Regions from separate parts of the Danio rerio genome. Here region 1 is linked to region 2. Evidence: chromatin contacts called from public Hi-C data. All regions are on one chromosome and are shown on one strand. Each heading gives the region's core, a stretch centred on a gene start, on an enhancer-like site or on the middle of the called end of the contact. The rest is flanking DNA. Distances are from core to core; before and after follow the strand shown. Region 1 holds the start of stx16 (syntaxin 16). Region 2 holds the start of rab22a (RAB22A, member RAS oncogene family).

Region 1 (4,088 bases), core at 126-2,625, 170 kb before region 2:
GATTACCTAAGCTTGTAAGTTATTTGTTACACATTATTCGAGATCCAATCACCCCAATTAAACTAAAATGAGGAATTCTTTCCAAATAAAACTGTATTCACGTAACAAAATACAAAATATCGCAATGTTAGATTTTCCCAATATCGTGCTACTGTGATTGAAAGCATGTGAAAAGTTCATGTGTATGCTTTAGATCACAAAGAAAAACTATTTTAACTCACGATGACTCACTGCTGTTGAAAAGTTAAGGAACTTATGAAAATGTATTTATTCTTGCGTTGAGCAAGGATGGATTAAACTAAAGCAATTCTAACCATGGAATAAATCAATTTTTCAAAATGCTATCAACATTAAACAGTAGCTTAAACTGAATTTGAGTACACCATTCAGTTCTGTATTTTCTAACAATGGTCATTAATGATTAATATTTTAATTCAATTTTAAAAAGTAAACATACATCATCATACAATAATATGTACTAGATAAATCAGTTAAAGAGCGTCTCCACATTCTTATTTAGCTCCAGACAAACATACATGCGCCTTCATACACGAACATATAAGCTGTATACTTAAGGAGTGGGCGTCATATTTTAAAAGACGAACCAATGATCTAAACTAGCACGACCATCACCTTTTAGTCAAGTCAAAGGCATTCTCGTGTGCTGAGGTAAATCAAAATGCGTTGGTTTGACGGTCAGCTAGCAGGTTCACACACACCTTCCAGCTCCTCTCACAGCAAACAAAACAAGTTGAGGTTTGTTGGACAACTGACAGCGCCGGTTGACATCAACAAACATCACTAGCTAGGGTTGTTTTCTAAGAACAACTAGCTAGAGTTGTTTTCTCTGAATCACACGTACAACCACACACGCCAAAACAATCAATTCAGACAATGAACGTTAGACTCACCGCAGCATTGCTACGTGTATTCAGAGTACGACGGGGGTCGTATGTACTCACTTGCTCAGCCAAAATCTGCCGGTTTTGGATTGCATTGTTCCGCATTAATAAGAAGGCATCGGTCAGTCGCCGAGTTGCCATGGCTATGCAATAAAAGGGGAGCGAAAAGTGAAATAACTGCGGGCTGCCTCGATGGCTGTCTCTAGATTAGTTACTCAGCTCGTCGCCAAGGCAGCTGCGGCTACTGAACTAGCGGGCTAGCCTGCAAACCGAGCAGCAGGCTCGCCCACTGACCCAGCGCCTCCGAGCTCGAGAGAGTTCGGCTCTTTTTTAGACCAACGCAGTCCCGAGTCTGTATCCCGTGAAGTACCAAAACATTACAAGGCCGAAACCCCGAGTTTTCCGCTCGGTTTGGGGAGCAAATGGATCATGTCTGTGACTTCCGTGACGTGGAATACGTAACGTGACCTCACGCCGAAACTTCCGCTTTGGACAATGAATATGCAAAAATCGAATTCAGTATTAAAATACTTAACCTTTTCATATTTGCAGCTTAATGAACCTTTTAGTTTTATTAGACGACAGCAGTTTTGTAATATTTAAGAATTAATTACATTCGAATTTTATTTTATTATTTAAAAAAGCAACAACATGCAAAAAAAAAGCCATCAGCCTTTAATTTTGTCATAGGATAATGTATTAGATTAGATAGTATGTTAGATTAACAACACAGACTGATTTTATAGCACCAGGTTAAACTTTCTGACTCCTTTATGGTAATCAAATACATTAAAAATAAATACAGGCCACAACTGAACATTGAGGATGATCTTCAACATTAAACCATTAGACTTGTGCTGGTGTCAACCAGGCTCATTGAGGTGAGATTAATGTTAAATTAAACAAATGAATCAATGATTATTAAATTATAGCCTATGATTGTTAAGACTGTTGCACTTTTTATGTTGGCAATATGCTCATGTTACTATAGGCCTGTTTTTGTGTGTGCAACATTTGTATATTTATAACCACCTCTGAGAAATATTGGGGTCGCGAGTCACAGGCATTGTTATTTTGGGGCTCGGGGGCTGAAAAGTTTGGTAACACCAATTAAAACATCCTTAGCATGTAGTAAAAATTTAATTCACAAGTGTTTTTTAAAAAAAAGACTTAAAAAGTCATACATTTGACATAGTGACTGACACCTGCAGAAACCATGGTTGTGATGTTCCATTCCACTGGATTTTTATAAATATCTGTTTTAAAATACATGACTCTCTTCTTTTTTGTACTATTATGGTTACATCAAAATGAGTAGACTAAAAAGTAATAATTATTAAGCCAAAAAATGTAAAACCCAATTATGTATACACTATTTTTTATAAAAGAACATGTGCAAATAAAAATACAAATTTATGTCTTCGCAGACTTTTCGTCTTTGCATGAACTTTGAAATTTACAAAACAGTAAGTGCATTTCTCAAAACAGCACATACAAATGGCAAAACAGCATGGATTACCCGCAAAAGCCAGTCTCTTGCTTAAAATCTTTAGTTCATCTCTCAATATGTCAGTGCCGTCAGAATGACAAGTCCTTGTGTACAGATAAGACAAATGACTTACTCGTGTTGTCAATATAACTGTACTCTGTAGGGATGTTCTGATATGGCTAATTTAGTTAATTTTATTGCGATTTGTACTGTGATTTGTTGCCAAATCATGTCATTGTGATACAGAAAGGAAAAGACAGCACTGCATAGAACAAAGAAAAAAAATTAAAGTAGAAATGTGAACATAGGACACAATCTCTTTTCAGATGCACCTCACCTTTATTAGAAAAAGTCCAGATTGACCTGGGAGTAATTTACCAATTTTAGATTTAGAAAAAAAGTCTAATGGAAATGTATAGAAAAATGCATTATGATTAAATATTATGACAACTTGTTCAACTTCTTCATATATATAACTTGCCATTAACTTTTTTCTCACCACCCCACTGGTCATTTTCACAAGACAAAATTCTGTTGTTGGAAACTGTATTTTATATACTTAAATTTGACTTTTGCATGCTAAAAGAACCTGAGTAAGAGACATTTTACTTGATATAGGTAGCCTAAACCTGCTGTAGTCAACCTAAAACCTACAGTAGTTTGACATCAAACCAAAACCAAACCCATTATTGTCTTAGGACATTTTTATTAGGCAGATTCTTGAATAACTGTAAGTTCATGACATGTTAAATATATAGTATATTCTGCTGGTTTTAAACATATACAGAATAATAATACATACAGTCATGTAACAACCATAACATTACCATTATGTCTTACAGGGGCGGACTGGGACTAAAAATCAGCCCTGGCACTGTAGCCACACCAGCCCACATTACCACACTGACACAGCCCCATCCACGGACACGCACATTCACTACTTACAAAGATGTGTACAGGTGTACAGATGGTCAAATAATATAAGCAGTACCATAGATATTTAAACATTTAATGTATGTGACTGGAACAAAAATAACACATTTATAACAAATTTATATATGTTCATTTCATTCATTCATTTTCTTTTCGGCTTAGTCCCTTTATTAATCTGGGATCACCACAGCAGGATGAACCGCCAACTTATCCAGCATATGTGTTGCGCAGCGGATACCCAATTCACCTATAGCACGTGTTTGGACTAGTGAGGAAAACCGGGAGGAAACCCACGCAAACATGCAAACTCCACACAGAAACACCAACTGACCCAGCCGAGGCTTGAACCATCGACCGTCTTGCTGGAAGGCGACAGTGCTACCCACTGCGCTGCCCCCTTTCGAGACTATTTCAGTTTATTTTATGCATTTGGCAGCGTCTGATATTAGAGCAATTTTTTGCTTTCTCTGAGCTTTTCGGCACCGCCTATCCTTTTTTACGTTCCATCTCTGACAATTAGCTTGTGTTGCACTTATTGTTTGTTTGACATTCTTGCCAGATTTTGATTACGTCCATGTAACCTCTGATTGGGTCAGCCCCTCTCGAAACGAGCTGGCCATTGCTGATTGGTTGCTGATTGCTGATTGGCCATTGCTTAACATTTATTATTATTATTATCATCATCATCATAATATTCACATCTTGCAAGAGATAAAAGCTGCCTGCATGTAAAAACAATACATATAAAAATAAAAAATAGCATA
Region 2 (4,153 bases), core at 661-3,160:
TTGCTGTGTGGCGACAGTGCTACCCACTGCGCCACTGCATCACCCGTAATCATAGCATGCCATTGTTATTTAAAACAATGAAAAAATATTTAAATCACAAGCTTTTTATTTTAAATTTAAAAGAAATGTCATCAGTGGTTAAACGAATAAAACAAACATTGCGCTATAAACCAGAATGACTTTTTTTTTTAGATTTTCAAGCTGTCCCTAATTATTCATATATATATATATATATATATATATATATATATATATATATATATATATATATATACACACACTGTAAAAAAAATCTGTAATTTTATGGTTTATTTCTGGCAGCTGGGGTGTTGAAAAAAAAACATAAATAACGGCTGTTAAACTAAAGAAGTACCGTGAAATAACTGATTCTGTAAATTAAAATTTCTGGTAAATTTCTGTAATTCAACCGCTGCTATTTTACAGTACATTTCTGTAATTTAACGGCCGTTATTTATGCTTTTTCTGGCACCCCAGCTGCCGAAAATAAACCGTAAACGTATTGATTTTTTTACAGTATATATATATATGAGCAATATCGGCACTGGTGGGAAGCGTGCATTGGCACAAGGCCGCAGGGCCAGTGCCTTAGTGCCCCCACCAGTGCCGATATACAGCCATATCGCACTGCTACGAGTGTGATATTGCGTTTATACAACAGTTTGACGGCATAATTGTGTATAAAAGCAAAATCAAACATGGAGAGTCTCAAAAACCCTTTTGTATGAGGAACTACTTTCTTCCGGATTCAAATCATAAGCTGACAGTTTAACAGTTGAGCATGCATCTTTAAAAACTTTAGATCTATGTATATAATTGCACAACCATTAATATGAATTGGTTTTATTATACATTTATATTGTTTCACAGTTACATGACCCATGACATGTCAATGTTTTAGTGCATTTGAACAAAATTAATTTATTAAAAAGAGATATTTATTAAAATAATATTTTAGTCAACAAACTTATTTAGAAATCGAAATACCAAACAATTAAATAAAATTACAACCTACAAAATTTAAACTTAATTTTTAACTTTTTTCTCTAGATTATTCCTATTTTAAATGTGTATTTATGTTAGATTAGCTCCAGATTTGGCTTTAGTACTTACTAATCTAATGTATATGCACAAATGTAATATTGTAGCGTCCTATTAAAAATAGGAATTTAAAAGACAGATTTGTGAGGGATGTACTAATACATGCTGCACTGTGTAGGTCAAATATAGGTGAACGATTTTGTCAAATGGAATTATAATTAACCTGACATAAAGAATTAAAGCCTGACAAAACTACTATCAATCGATGAGGTAACGTTAAGCCCAGTTATCCCCTGATTAAAAAGTAACAGTTAACTTCTCTGACTTTTCTAAACATTGACTGTACACTTCTTCTGAATGGATGGTTTAATACGTCATCAGCCCACAAATATTACTGTAATGTTTTGGAAATCAACCAAAGCTTTCACAACAGAATAAAAACGCTGTCACGGTTTATTGGAAGTTAAAGCCAGCAATAACGCTGTGTTAGTCGAGCAACGGAGCAATAAAAACATTAAATATGCAATCCACCATAGCAACGTCAAGTCATAAAAAGTGGGAAAGAAATCTTACCCCAAGAAGGCATACTTTCAGCTCTCTTAGCGACATGTTGACCTCCAAACTAATGAAAACTTTCCAATCATTCCAAATAGTTTCATAAAGCTGCTCAGCAACTATTTCTATTTGACGTAAGCTAAAAACAACAACACACACAGTCTCTGTTCACACAACTAGTGTCGGATATCCACTGCTTTTGTAATATATACGAAGCCGATGAGGAATGTTGACATAACTGGTACAGTTTAAAGTAATACGAGGATTCAGATGTTATGTTAATGATCGATTAGTTGCGATATTAGCAGCTCTCTGGTCGCCATCTTGAACTCCGGTTAACGAGTCTAGTTATGGGAAGTCGTGCCCACGAATCGGTTCTTACGAACAGTTAGATTCACTGAACTGTTCAAAAGCAGTTTCCACTAATAAATTATTGCGTCATCACTTGGTAAAAAAAAATCTAAGATTCCTGAAATATTATGCAGAAAATTCTCGTTTTTAGTTGCCTTTCCTTATGGTTATTTGTTGAAATGTTATTGTAATTTAATTCGTTTAATTTAGTATTTATAGTATTATTATTTTATTATTATTAATGCTATAATTCTATTATTTTTCCTTTTCTGTCTAATAGTATTATTTGTATGTGATTTTTAGATATTTTTTCTTAAGACTATGTATATTATTGACCTTTTTAAAGATCAGTCTGTGATCCCTTGAACTTTGTTATGATGTTCTTGTATTTTCAGTGCAATTAATTAATTAATTAATTAATTAATTAATTAATTAATTAAATTTAAATTTAAATTTAAATTTAAATTTAAATTTAAATTTAAATTTAAATTTAAATTTAAATTTAAATTTATTTATTTATTTATTTATTTGGTTGTTTATTTATTGCTTGCACTGAAAATACAAGAACATCATAACAAAGTTCAAGGGATCACAGACTGATCTTTAAAAAGGTCAATAATATACATAGTCTTAAGAAAAAATATCTAAAAATCACATACAAATAATACTATTAGACAGAAAGATAAGAGAAGTTTTATTTAAAACTATTCATCGTTCATGCCGAGAATACTTTCATAAGATATAAAAAAAGATAATGATACTAATTGTTCATTTTGCAAGCAACACTCTGAGTTCGTAGTTCACTTACTTTGGCAATGCAGTTATTCTAACTTGCTTTGGAAAGTTTCTTCTCTTTTTGTAATTGAGAATTTGTTTGATTTTGTTAATTATAAACCAGAAACTTTACATAAAAAGAAAATATATTTTCTTAATCTTCTTACCTTATTAACAACAATTTATATACATAAATTAATAAATTAAATAAATTTTTAAACCAAAATTTTCTATATATATATATATATATATATATATATATATATATATATATATATATATATATATATATATATATATATATATATATATATATATATATTACTTACTGAAATGCAGGATTACTTTAAAAACAATTTCTAACTCTTTTACAAACAAATCTAAATTTACAAAATTGAATTAGTGCATGGTCTGATGATAAAATTAGGTTTCATGAATCAAAACAATTGACCTGTGGAATTTATTTATTTATTTTTTATTAATCCCCTGGGGGCAATTCATTTCGACATGGTGGTGCTTCACATACAGTATAACAAAAATGACACACTTAACATAATAAACATTAATACTTAACAACAAGTACACAAATTGATTAACTACATTTAACCTTATACATATAACCTAATTGCTTCAAGCGCAAAAGTAAACTTATAACGATTTGTGGAACATCTTATTGTCCTTAGACGTCGACCAAGGGGCATAGACTCTGTCTCCTAGTATTTTATGTGCCACCCTCAACACCTGCTGTTCGTAATAGTATGCAAGATTTTGCAGGGGAACTCCCAAAATCTTTGAACACATGATGCCTTGAAGACGACTCTAGTTTTTTATAGATAGTGAAGAAAACCAGCAAATAAAGGGAAAGGACAAGATACTTTCAATAAATGAATTGTAAAATGTCTTAAGAATAACATTCTCTACATTAAAAGAGTTAATGTAGCAAAGAGTTTCAGCAATAAAAACAGTCTTTGATGAGCCTTATTAACAATTGTATGTGTATTTAGATCAAATTTCAACCTGTTGTCCATAATTGTTCCTATACCTATATTCCTCCACAACCTCTACCTGTGTGTCATTGATTAGCACCCTTTGGAGAGTTGAACGTTATTTACAACCTTTTCAACTTCACAGCCTTGCCAAGGGATCCTGCATGTTCACAATAATCATATATGTATGCAATACACATGGACTCAAACTCACACATGAACTGATGCTGTTTGTTAACTTTCCACAGTCACACAAAGTGCATCATTCAGTATAAACATATGCTGCCAATTCCTTTTTGAATGTGAATTCAGCTGCTTGCACAAACCGATCTTGTCAGTTAATATAACTTCAATGAATAAAGTATGAGCAGTAGTGGAAAGAGTACTGAAAAATCATAGTAAAAGTACCATTACTTGCCCAAAAATGT

The links. Hi-C and Micro-C count contacts between places; a contact is called where the count stands out from the background.
Region 1: a Hi-C map of hematopoietic stem cells shows a contact between it and region 2, with 3 times the contacts expected there. The contact joins the promoter of stx16 here to the promoter of rab22a in region 2. A contact is called at or near these places in 4 of 18 Hi-C or Micro-C datasets (caudal fin, embryo, hematopoietic stem cells and 1 more) and 2 of 4 datasets of contacts at active chromatin or transcription factors (caudal fin and embryo).

The regions. Positions count from the first base shown.
Region 1 is chr6:52,354,943-52,359,030 of GRCz12tu, reverse strand. It overlaps stx16 (syntaxin 16), which reads right to left and starts at 1,375. Exons shown (of 9, transcript XM_073954627.1): 1 at 912-1,375.
Region 2 is chr6:52,183,688-52,187,840 of GRCz12tu, reverse strand. rab22a (RAB22A, member RAS oncogene family) reads right to left here and starts at 1,910. Exons shown (of 7, transcript NM_205719.2): 1 at 1,633-1,910. The coding sequence starts at 1,668.